Linked DNA regions of Bactrocera dorsalis: region 1 is linked to region 2. A link is a contact called in public Hi-C data. All regions are on one chromosome and are shown on one strand. Each heading gives the region's core, a stretch centred on a gene start, on an enhancer-like site or on the middle of the called end of the contact. The rest is flanking DNA. Distances are from core to core; before and after follow the strand shown.

The links. A called contact is a pair of places that touch in the nucleus more often than the background predicts.
Region 1: a Hi-C map of whole body shows a contact between it and region 2, with 5 times the contacts expected there. The contact joins the enhancer-like site here to the promoter of LOC105229445 in region 2. A contact is called at or near these places in 2 of 2 Hi-C or Micro-C datasets (both in whole body).

The regions. Positions count from the first base shown.
Region 1 is chr4:45,897,242-45,903,954 of ASM2337382v1, reverse strand. LOC105229445 (rho GTPase-activating protein 21) reads right to left here. Exons shown (of 16, transcript XM_049456295.1): 4 at 4,430-4,666; 5 at 3,865-4,301. Among protein-coding and RNA genes, the nearest start is that of LOC105229445, 55 kb to the right of the region's middle. Within about 2 kb of position 5,209, the one cell type or tissue checked has open chromatin away from gene starts, as enhancers often do.
Region 2 is chr4:45,843,416-45,849,901 of ASM2337382v1, reverse strand. LOC105229445 (rho GTPase-activating protein 21) reads right to left here and starts at 4,718. Exons shown (of 16, transcript XM_049456295.1): 1 at 4,375-4,718; 2 at 3,568-4,139. LOC105228808 (integrin beta-PS) reads left to right here and starts at 5,435. Exons shown (of 9, transcript XM_049456606.1): 1 at 5,435-5,599.

The sequences.
Region 1 (6,713 bases), core at 3,960-6,459, 54 kb before region 2:
CGTAGAAACTATCCAACAATCCAGCGAATTGGGCCTCAAAAATGTGCCGAATAAACCACGACAAAGTCAATAAAAAATTGAGGTAATGCTCATCGCTTTTTAGTTGTAATACTGTGGTGTGGTACATCATTAATTCATTCCACAGGGTCAAACGGTCAAAAAGGAATACTACTGGACTGTTTTGAGGCATATACGCAAAGCAATTCATCATAAACGAGCGGATTTGTGGACAAGGCAAAATTTACGGATATCCATAATCGGGACCGACTTCCAGCCAAACACAAAACCACAATCATCGTTCAGCTAAGTGGTAAATCCATTTTGGAAAACGCGCCAAAAGTACATTGAAGTCAGTAAAAGTCATTTGCTGAAGGTCAGCCTAGCCGAGCGTCATAGCAAGTGTATGGAAAATTGGATTTGGCTCTGAAGGGGACAGTGCGAGTCAAATTTGAATGCAAAATAAAAATATTTGGAACTTTCAAAACTACGATACACGTTTTTTTTTCCTACAGGGTATTTTAGTATTTTTTTTTTTGCACTCATTTCCATAACAAATGCCGCGATGAACGTCACAATAACGAGATATTATGATTTCCAGCAGCATACAACAGTTGCAGATAATTGAATTAAATGAAGAAGAATGCAGACAAGATAAATACATGCGCATATGCTATGCGGCACGAAAATATACAAACATACCCATATGAATTTTGCAAAATAGTCGAAATTGACACATATACATACATACATACGTATATTTGTGTTTGAGGAACAACCGCAAAGCGGCCTGCTGATAAACGTTGGTTTCGGGGTGGAAGAGAGGCTGTTGTTGCAGTAACAGTTACTATCTCGCTAACTGTTTATGCAGTCTATAAAAAAACACGAGCAGTCGGTCGGTCAATTAGTCACCTGCGCAAGCGAATTTGCGAATATTTGTTGCTGTTTCTTTGTTTCTGCGCTGACGTCAGCACATAAAGTGCCTTGACTTAGCCGCTCAGCTTACTTGTTTATGAGATTATAATGATTGTGATATTATTATTAAATATATTGCGAATTTATCTAAATATATGCATATGCATTATATTTACAATCTCTGTACGTATGTATGTGTGTGTGCGCGCAGATAATTTAAGCTGTGTGGCGTGTGCTAAGTGGTAAATGGCTACTTAACTGAGAAGCTAAAATTTATGCTATGCCTTTTAGAGGCAAAACTAGATAATTTAATGGTCGATATTAAGTAGCGTTGATTTTTTTCAATTTGTGCATATCTATAGCTATTAATGGATTTTAGGTTATGTACAGTTCGAATTTTCAAAAAATCTATTTTTTTTTCTTAATGTACAGAAATTTTGATATCGTTCCAGTGAATATTTTCGAAGTTAAACGCATATTTGAAAAGGCGTCTGAGAGTGCTTGAAAGTGCATTCCAAACTGTAAACGCGTCTTCCTCAAAATTATGTTTTCGAAGTAGGTGGCCGAAATTTGGGTCAAAAATCGATTTTTTTTTCAAAAAATCTTATTTTGCTTATTCCATCGACTAATTACTAGATTAAGCATTACTTTAACGAAATCTTTTGGCCTTCTAAATGTGCATAACCACTTAAAGAACACTTTAGGGTCCTAAAAACATTATTAAATTGATAGAGTGACAAAAAACAATCCTTGTCCAATCCACTGTCGTGGGGAAGCTTTAGGTTAGTCGGCTACACTACATAAAGCTTTAAACGGTGCTCGGAGACTAAGTTGTAACTTGTGGCTTTTAGAAGTTTTCAATGAGACAATGTTATTTTCAAGATTTTTATGACAGCCATTACTTGATTTATACTCAGTTTGGTTTGCCATTTCATAATCAACATCAACTCCGAAATAACCGGTGCGAAAATGAACTTCGAACAAAGAGCCAACTTAATGTTGTTTTTTTATTTTTGTTTTAAAAGTGATAAAGCTCTTACCGAAACGTTTCAATTGATGAAACAAGTTCATGGCGATGATTGCTATCCCGCAGCAGAGTGCACGAGTGGTTTCAACGTTTTCAAAGTGGTCGCGAGGACATGGAAAAGGAATTGAACATCTCCGAAACATAGATTTATCGCATTTTGACCGAACATTTGGGCTTGCGAAAGGTGTGTGCAGGATTTGTTCCGCACAAATTGACTGACGACCAAAAATTGCTCAGATCGATCGACGCTTGTGACCGATTATTTGACCAAAAATCACTTTTTAACCATTAAGCACTTTCCGTATTCATCTGATATGGCAACGTGCGACTTCTTCCTTTTCAGAAAAATGCATTTGCCTATGGAAGGAAAGCGTTATGCAGACGTACAGGCCATTCAAAAGGCTTGCACCGGCATACTGGTGCTAAACAACTCATTCGACATGCTTTTGGATCGTGCAAAAAGCTGTATTGAAGCAGGAGGAGGCTGTTTTGAATAAAATAAATTGATTTTGTCGAAAAAACATTTGTTCTTTTTTTTCAAGTCCTGTTTACTTTGGAACGCACCTTGTATTATATTATGTGTTCTTTGCTACTGCAACATTCTTTATTTTTTATTAACAAAAGACAAATTGTTTTTTCGGTTAAAAAGTTAACAATTTTTTTTTACATATTTGTCAGTTAATTTTGGATACCACGAATTTCTACGGTCGCCCGTCGGGACCTTTTTGAAGAAGCTGTTTCTGAATACTGACCCAGTAAGCACCATTTTGTATCTAAATGTTAAACTAATTTTTTATATACTAAAATAAATGTTACGTAAACCCTAAAAGAAAGAAATTCGATTATTTTCCGCTTACTTCAAAAATAAATTGTCGAAGTTAAGGCGATTTTAGGGCTCTAGGCTGGTCTAAACCCTAAAGTAGGGAGGCAGCAGGAAATATTGACTTGTTCTAACACCTGACAACATATCGTATTTAAAAAATTTTTGGCTACAATTTATAATTTAGGTTATTTACGGGTTTACAGGTTCATCTATCACAAAATGTTTTTGTTATATTTAGAAAAAGCTCGTAAACCTTAACGGTCCTCTACGATATCGAACTAACCTAGCTAATAGAATCAAGGCGCTCATAAAAATCAGTCGAAACTGATTCAGTGCTGAACAACCTGCACTGAAGACTGAAAATTAGGCAAGACAGCGCATTTCTCAAATATTGTAAAAAAGTTGGCGCGTTGCTGAGGCAAGTGTATCAAACTAAAAGGCTAATATTGAGAAATTAATCACCAATTTTCCAATATTTTCGTTTTATTTTGTAGGTTAAGTACTTTTCGAACGGCCCTCGTATACAAAGACTAGCGCCAATAAGCAAAAGAACTAAAATAATTTATTATTTATTTAGTACCACGGTTCTATACAAACTATTCATGAAAATGCCTCCATATTACCACGGTTAGATTAGACAAAAAAAAACTCCTAACTGAAGAGTTAGTTAGACACCCACTATTTTTTATGTTACTTCAAGAGACCAGAAGGTATTTGAAATCTGTAGACTTGTGTTCCAAGCATCGAAAAGACAGTGCATATATTTATATGCTCATGGTTATAAATTCACTAATATGTATATACCGTGGATTTACGACACAAATCCACAATTACACTTTAACACACAGTTTAAACAAGTTCTTATTTCGGAGTTAAAAATCGCGCAAACACGAATAAACAAATACACAAATAATCACATACACAACTCATGAGTACAGAACCATACACTCTTTAAGAATAAAATGCTCTGCACTTTCCAGCAAAATATAAATAAAGTGGCGAGTAATTGTGGAGTTGCATAATTTGCAGAACGAATAAATTTCCCATAAAATAATATTTATACACGTGTTGTTGTATGTTTTGTAAATATTTGCGCACTTACCGCGACAGAAATGCACCGCCGCCATCGTCGCGTATCAGCAAACGGCCGCTGTTGTGCTGGTGCAATCCCTGCGATGACATATCGATAAACTCGCCGCTCCCCACCGCTGTGGGACGGAAGCTGGTGCTACCCGAGCTCGTAACACTGCCCGAACGACTAGCCTTTCCACCGGCGCCGCCAACAACAACACCGCCAGTGCCACTAGTACCACCACTCAGCTGTGGATATGAGATCAATTGCTGCTGTTGGTGTGAAAATGATTTTGTTGTCGATGTCGATGTAGATGCAGATGCAGTCGCAGACGCTGCAGCAGCTGGTGTGATTGGTATTAATGCGCCAGCTGCATTACCATTGCCCACAGTCACGGGCGATGGTATGGGTCGTGGCGCTGTGGCAAGACGATTGGTTTCTGGTGTGTGCGCGATACTCGTATAATGCTGCGGGTTGGTGGAGGTGAGCGATGCCAGCGACGGAGACGGAAATGTGCAAATGGGCAGGAATATGGTTATTAGTAATTTGTCATAAATATAAATAAAAGGAAAAAAACAAAAAGTGGTGAACTTACCATCTGCAGTACATCGCACTCCTTGGGCACCACATGCAACGTCAACACTGAAGGCGTTTGCTTGATCATCGACACGATTGTACTGTATGCAAGCCCGGCGATGGGTGTGTTGTTCACCATTAGAACGCGATCGCCCGTCTGCAGGTTGGCGTAGTGAGCAGGTCCGTTCGTTTGAACTTCTTTTATGAAAATGGTTTCCATCGCTTTCACTTGGTGGTGGTACGGATCAGATGCTTCCTACACACGCCAAAGCCAGTCGGTTAGTTAGTCAGCGAGCCAACCAGCCAGCCAGCCAGTCAACCAAGCCAAGCCGAGTCAAGTCAACAATCCAACAACGCAACGCAACGGCAGTCAAAGTGAGCCAACAACACCGAAAAATCGAGCGGTGGCGGCGAGAGCAGCAATTGGAGTCGCAGTGGAAATCGGCGACAGCGTCGGTGTGTGTGTGTTGCGATTCGTGTGCGAAAGAGGTGAAATAAAAGCAGAAAATTGAGTGAGTGAATGAGTTGCTCGACGGTTAAGTGTGAGAAAGTGTGCAAAATAAAGCAAAAAAAAAAAACAAAAAGTAACATAATAATAACGCCAAAGCGGCGAGAGGGGGCGGTGGTGTAAGAGATATGTTGGTAGATTTTTGTTTAGTTTTTATTTTTATTTGTTTTTTTTCTCAAATGTATGTATTTATAATGACTGCTGTGAAAAAATAAAACTCAACGAGCAATGTCTGTCGGTTGCAAATACGAAAGAGTGCTGTTGGTGGTGCTGGTCGGTCGGTCGTCACGTTCGTTTTTATTTTACGAGTATTACTTTTGCTATTGTTGGAGGTGTTTGTGTTGTTATTTAAAGTGGCAATCAACGAAGCATGGCAAAAACAAAAGCGAAAATGCTCAGCATAAAAGAAAGGCAAACTTTTAAGCCAAACAAAATCAGGGGAGAACAACAAAAACAACATACACTAAAAGTGCATGCGAATAACTGTAGACTGACCGTCTGATTTTACACTGAAAGGGGGCGCTTGACGGAGGTTCGCTATGTGTGCATGATACTTTTACGATTGACTTCAATTAGTTATAAATGGTAGAGTTAGGCGCCTAATCGGCTTTTCGTAAAAGTAAGAAATTCTGGTTTCCGATTTCAGTATCTCATCTGGTATGGAAAACTGTGACTGAGGCCTCAGTCGCCATAAAGAAACGTGCTAGTAGTTCTTTAGACATCCATCTCTTCATGTCTCGTTATTAATGGGACTACTGGGGGATCAACTTCACCCCCAGTAAATTCTACTTTAATTATGCTTCTTGCAGGTGTCAGAAATATTGCGACCGGTTTTTGCAGATGAAGTTTGGGATATTATGTTTCAAGGAATATAATGTTTCAAGGAAATAGTCAATTTAAACCTCTAAGACAGTAAACTGATCGAACTTTTTAACGATTTTGAAATTATAAAACACCCCAGTGAAGATATCTCTAAATCCGTAAAGCAAGCTCAGATCAGTCGTCGACAAACAGGACGGAGCAAGTCTCGAGTATCTTAGGGAGTACACTGTAGAAGCGTTTATGGAATAACGCCTCCAGTGAATACATCTCTAGATCCTCAAATCAAACTACGAGAGTTCCGATGTCAACAAACAGAACGATAAAAGTCTCCAGAACTTTAGGGAGTACACTGTAAGAGCTTTTAGGGATTTTAAACTACGAAAGCACAATCAGAATTCTAAAATGAGAGCTTTCATAACTTTGCATTAGAGGCAGATTTGGAGAATTTTCTCAGTGAATAGGTCGAATCCTATTAAAAGGAAACAACAGGCATCATCTATAAAAGATTTAAGAGATACGCGGCAATGTGGAAACAGCCTTTCCAGAATGTTGGTGGAACATAAACGGCTTGATTAAAGCTTTGAAAAATTAAGATGTTTTTAGAGTTGGAAGATGACAAATATAGACAAGATTTATACCTAAACTGATCTTGATAACAAGATAAACTTTTCCGCAGCTTTCTTAAAGCGGTATTTATGATTTTAGTTTCTCTCCTTGAGAACCTGAACGATGAATGAGAATTCCTTTTTTAACCATCACCCATTAGGTTAGGTTAGCTAAGAAATCGAACCTAACAGGTATCTCACATGAAGAGCTCAACATAACGCCACATTGTGGTACCTAAAACTCCTATATATAAGTAACTGGTCATAAAACACTCATTAATTGACAAGGCGCTTTAAATCTATCACAAATCTATTAAGACGGCTACTGTCAGTTTCGATTGTCTCCTCAGACCTCAATCTTACAAGAG
Region 2 (6,486 bases), core at 3,469-5,968:
ATGAAAAACACAAATAAAACGCAATGAAAGTTGCAAAATGAACAAGTAAACAACAACAAATTAGTAGAAAGAAACAATAATAAGACAAGTTGAATGGCGAAAAATCCATTCTCGACAACAAAACCGGCAAACTAAACAACCGTTTCACGAGTCTGGCGCTTCATTCAGCTTGTGGCTGGATGACTAGACCGCCAGTGTGGTTGACTAACTAAATAAAAGTCTGTGTGCTTTGCAATTAACAATTAAAATTTTAATGTCCGCATTGCTGTTTGCAGTTTATTTTTGCTCGCATGACATTCGGCGAGAAAATTGGAAAAAGACGAGAGCCATCCAGCAAAAAGACGAAGAAGCTGCAAATGTGTAAGCAAAAACCCAACAAAAAACAAACGTGCTTGCACTGCAGAGATAAAATACCCTTCACAAATAAAAAAAAGTTTCGATACAATAACCTGATTTCGAGCGTTCAGTCTGTATGGCACCTATAAGCTATAGTACTCCGATCTGAACAATATGTTCGCAGATTGAACCCATCCCTTGGACAATAATCTGTGCCAAATTTCCTGAAAATATATTTTCAAATAAAACAATTTTCCGTACAAGGACTTGGGTTTGAGTGATCAGTTTGTATGGCAGCTAACCGCTATAATGATGATATATCGGCGATTTTGACAAATGGGTAGCTTAATGGGAAGAAAAGAGTCAGATCAATGTCTCAAATGCTGAGGGACCACTACGCGTAAATAGGGTATAAAAAAAGCAGCTTTTTCGAGCGGTGCCGATAGCAAACACTGTTTGGACACTTCTTATTGGCGGCACTTAGCCAGCCAAACACGGCCTGAAGTAGTTATTCTTGTTCTGTTTTTATAAAAAAAAATTTCTTTGACACTTTGCTGTAACAGAAATCATTCTTTTTCTGGCGCTGCTGATTGTCAGCCTCAGTTTTGCACTCTTCCTTGAAAGGCAAAAGCCGGACGAGATTTTTTCTTCCCAGCCTAGTAAGCCACATTGAGGCCAACCAGTTTCAGTCATGTCCAGTAGCTGACGAATCCAGCAAAGACATTCACATTGCATAAGCACATGCTATCTGCCCTTCTTGCGCTCTACGAAGCGAACGCGTATGCGTACTTTATAGTGAGTGTTGTCGTTATTATTGTTGCTGTTGTGTTTAAGACTATTGTACCAGTGAATGGCGGCCAAAAGGATTTTTAAGTGTGGCAAGTACGGGCGTAAGCGAGCTAATAACATTTTGCGTTTTAAATGAGCGTGCGTTAGTTTGGCGCCAGTGGGGGTAGGGGCGGCCAGCATAACGTCACGTCGTTCTGAAGCGAGGGTGAAACCGAATTATGCGTTGGAGGACAACATTAACGGGCAGTGTAGCCATAGTCGTCGCCATCACTACCAAAACAACAGCAACACACTACAAAACTTTCGCCTACGTGTGTGTGTGTATGTGTGTGCGCAGCACATTTATAGTATAACATTGAAGGGTGGGTGATGAGTGTTGGGCGCTGGCTGTTTTGACTAAAATTTTGTTGTTGTACATTGTAAGCGACAGCATAGTAGTTGCGCGCTAGAGCTTTGACAATGATAATAATGATGGCGACAAAGCTAAGCAAGTGTCAGAATGGCTGAAGGTTACACAGGAAGCGGCGTCAAAGTGGCACAGACATTGAGACTGGCAGGTACACATGTACAGGCATACATATAGGCACTTAACAGCATTACCTTTTTGCTGTTTCGTATTTGCCACAAATGTATGTACATACGTTTGTGTGCACAAACGCTCGTAGGCAGTGAAATATCGATCGACATAGAAGTGAACGCGCCTTTTAGGCAGCGGGTGGTTGGACTGGCGCTCGAACGTTTTTAAAATTATTGACTGATTATTTTATTTCCGCGACGTATTGTGTATTTTTGGCAGCAAAACGACTACGTTTTAATGCAACAGTATTTATTTGAGTTGATATGTTGTTTTTGTGCATAAATTTCTGATCAGTTTTCCAACTGAGAAGTTGAAGATTATTTGCGTTTAGTCATCACTGGTGATATTCGGCTACAATCGTGTAATGATGTCAAGGCCTTTAATCATTTATGTGTTTACAAACATTTGTACATTCAAAATTACATATTGTTTGTGATACACTGCCGCCAGTAACATGAATAGCAATAATTCTATATCCAGCTAAGCTTTTATTCAAATTATAGCGCTGTTGAGAGCCTTCGGACACAAAACAATTTATAATTTGAAATTACAAAGGTAACTGTATTGATAAGCTCTTATTACAAGGTGTACACACCTACAAATTTACATAGATTAAAAAAAAATTGAAACGTTAATTATAGAATCGTGGCTCAAAAATTAAACAAAATTTATGTTAAATATCTGGGAAAATCAAAAATTGGCTATCGTTGCAGCTAATTTTGAAAACTGCCAGAAGTCTTTTTAAAACCTAGAACTAGAAATGCATTACTGCAATTACATACAAAACTTATTTCCTACAGCTATAGCCAATAAATAGGTAGGTACCGGGCATTATTATAAAATTTAAATTTCTACGGCAATTTGCAGAATTATGTCATGGTTTACAAAAACAAATGACAATACAAAAAACAAAGAGAAATACCTAATTACTACAACTTGACAAGAACGAATTGGAAGCTGCACACAATGTATTACTTGTCAATAGAAAAATAAAGAAACAAAAATAAAAGCTTGCAACATTATCTATTATTATTACCATAAATTGATTGAATTAGTAAAAGTCGTGGAGCAGTCCATAAAAAATATTATATAAAACCTTGGATTGATCTTAGTTGCAGTAACTATGGTATATGCTTATGTACATATGTAGCAAATCGGTGTATATGGATCGCACAGCTGCACGGTACAATGTACCGCATGATTTTCAACAGACGAACTAATCAACTGTAGCATGTAGCGGCTGCACAGTTGATGTGAAGATGGATAGAAACTATACATGTAGTACATAGTATATACGTAGACGTGCATGCAAATGTACGGAATGAATGATTTATTAGCACAGACAATATGCTACAAAAGTATAAAACAAAGAAAGGTAATCAACAAAGACCAAATCGAGTTGCACTGAGCTGGAGCACTCGGACAGCTTCAAATACATACATACATGTACAAATATATCGTGTAAACTGCGGCATCTATTCCAAAGTCCATCATCGTACACAATTTACAGTTGATTGCTGTTTTTCTATCTTCTTTATTACCGATTTTATTACTAGCAACTATCAATGAACGTAAAATACAATTACTCTTACAAAAAAATTATCTGTATATGTACATATGTATGTATGCAACAAGCAGCTTAGTATCAGTTAGCATTAGATAATCAATAATAAACAAGCTAAATTAAGGGAACAGCAAATTAGAAAATTGAAGAAACTTTACACGGAAACAATTTTTTGTAAATATCGGGAATGTGGAGTTCCTTACTTGCTAAGTCACCGCAAACAAGCTCTTTAAAATAACAAAAATTATAAACATAGATCTTATGCATATACTATGGTATTTATGTTAAATGAGGTACATACCTTTACAATTGATTCTATATTTACAATTTATATTGTTTATTCCGTTGATTCAGTATTATTTCTTAGGATTTGAAGGAACACTTCGTTGTATCTGCGATCCTGTTTTAAAAAAGGTAGTTTGCCAAAAATTTCCACGGTGGCAAGAACAAGTACAAATACACAGCAAACCTGACACTTCAATACTAGGGTACTCGAAGCATACGTTTCGCAACACGGCGAAAGAAAGTTGCAACCGCGTTAAATTGAGCGTTCTATTATAAGAAGGCGCCAATGCCGAACCTAAATGTTGATAAATGTCACGCTATGACGTCGAAAAGTTGAGGAATATGAAGATGTCGAAACGACCGACTACGACGACGACCTAGCCACTGACAATTGGGGGACGTTTGGACATTTTTCGCCTCACTTGCGGCACACATTCACATTCGCACTTTTCACTTGCTTCCTCTTTCACTAAACTTTTGATCTGTTTCGTATATATCAACGTCAATACACGTTTAATATTTTTATTTGTATCTAACTACACAAGCACTTTTTATATGATTTGAACTTTTCATTCAATATAATTATTGCTACGACAACAGATATATACAGAATTGTAGAAAAAATTTATATGTGGAAACTTTTTTGCACAGCTAGCAATTATTTCACTTCTGCTATCATTCGCTTCAATTCAATATTTGTATGTGCACTTTTCCATTCTTCTTTCACATTCACTTAACGCCAGCAACAACGACGTCGACAGCACTCGATTCACTTTGACACTGGAAGCAGCGCGTTTGCTGACTTTGCTTTTGCTGCCATTACCTTTGTCGACGTTGGAATTGTGCAGAGCAGCGAAAAAGGAGGGGAAAAAATACTGTCGGTTGAAAGGTCCGCGGGGACTGGATACGAATGCGCGAATGCATGGAGAGAGCGAAAAGCAAAGAAATTTTTTCACACACAACTTTCCGACCGGTTGGCGGTTTAGATAATCAATTTACACTTGTTTTTTGTTTATAACTAAAGTAATATTTAGAATTTATTGTTAGGTACTGGTTAATTTGTTAAATACTATATATTTATTTTAATGTTTCTTTTGCATTTCACTGCGATTCGTTCTTGCACTCGCGAACTCGGCTGCCCAAAAACACTTCAAAAAACTTCTTGGACGAACCAAATAGGGCTGCTGTAGTGTTATGATATTTTATATTAACATACGAAAAAATCAACTCTGATTTATAGGCGTACTAAATTTTTTATTTCTTAAGTTTAACTGAAAGGAAAATCTATTTTGTATTGACCAAATATTATTTTGAAAAAGATTTATTACGTTTACTCAATTATAAAATGTTATGAATATAAAGAAGAAGGATTTTGGCTTTTCTGCAGTGCTCAAAAACACTGTTTATCATAAATGCTCTAATGCGTTCGATAAAATGTGTCAGTCTTTAATTTATTTTGAGTTCCTCAATGTAACTTTGCTCAAAATATTAATGTGATTAAAAATTTAATAAAAAAGTACAGTCAAAGACTTTATTTCAACTTTCATGACCTCAAAAGATCTGTATTTGTTTTGAAGATAATTAATAACTTTTTCTATTACGTGAATCTGCCCTTTAATTCAACATTTGTGTATAACCAATTACTTATGTGAATTAATCTGTCGTTACATTCAAAATTTGCAAATAACCAGTTACATAGTTTTAACTTAGGTATAATTTTTTGAAGTGGGCATATGGCTATAACATATATATTTGAACAATTTACAACAATTACTGACCGCTAAAATTGAATAGTCTATTCCAGTTGGTTGGCAGAGTAAAACGATGACATATTGAGTGCAACCCTGTGGGAAAACATATTTTTGAAGCAACAAATTGCCATCGCTGATCAGATTATTCGAAAATTTCGACGAGTGTGGTTGATTTTGTTGGAAGTGCTATTCGCGTATAAAATATTTCATTTATATCAGCCCCTGATGGAAATAAAATCTAATTAAATACAGTAGAATCGCGGAAAAATTAACAAATATTCCATATTAATAAGAAGTGTAAGTGATAAATAATACTGTGGTGTTTCTAATTATGTAAGGATTTAAGTGTGCGGTCATTTATATACACAATTAAAAAAGAAATGGTGATTTCATTCATTTCGCAACTCAAGTTGTGTTGAAAGCCATAAAAAATTCGATGAAAAGTGGTAGTGGTAGTGAAACAATTATAAAATGGGAAAACAAAGAACGAATGTTGACACAAATAGCGGAGAAACTCCAGTGACTTCAATATGGCATCATCAATAAAACTTGATTTGATAAGTAAACCTAGACATTTGTGCTACAGAATTACTAATTATTAGTCATCGTATCGTTAGAATAGCACTGCATTTAAATATACATGCGTTTGTATGCACAAGGAAGATATAAATGCATAAGAAAACAGTGCCACTCCCCATTTCCAACTCCTTTATATTGGCTAGTTTCAGCGCTTATGCATGATATGAGGCTCCAGCACATATAGAACAAGTTAACAAACGCCCACAATAAATATACACACATACACATATATGTATTTGCTAGATTTTTGAGTTTCGTCTACTAAAATAAAAAAAACTCGTACTCGCTGTGAATGAATATTATTTTGTCGTCAATATAAGATACATTGCTTTTTCTACTCATATTCTTTTACCAATGTTGTTGTTGTTCTTGCTTTACGCTAATCACAGTTTCTTGGTGTTGTACCTTCAATGCTATTTGCTCGTTGTTTTTGTTGTTTTTGAATTGAGTGTTGGTGTTGCTCTTATTGTATATGCGTGGGCTAAATATAGCCAATACAACCCACTAGCGCCAACATCATCGCTTTAATTTTTTGAAAGGAGACACATATGCCCTCAATGTTTTTAATTTATGTACATATATTCAATATTTATGGAATGTACTTT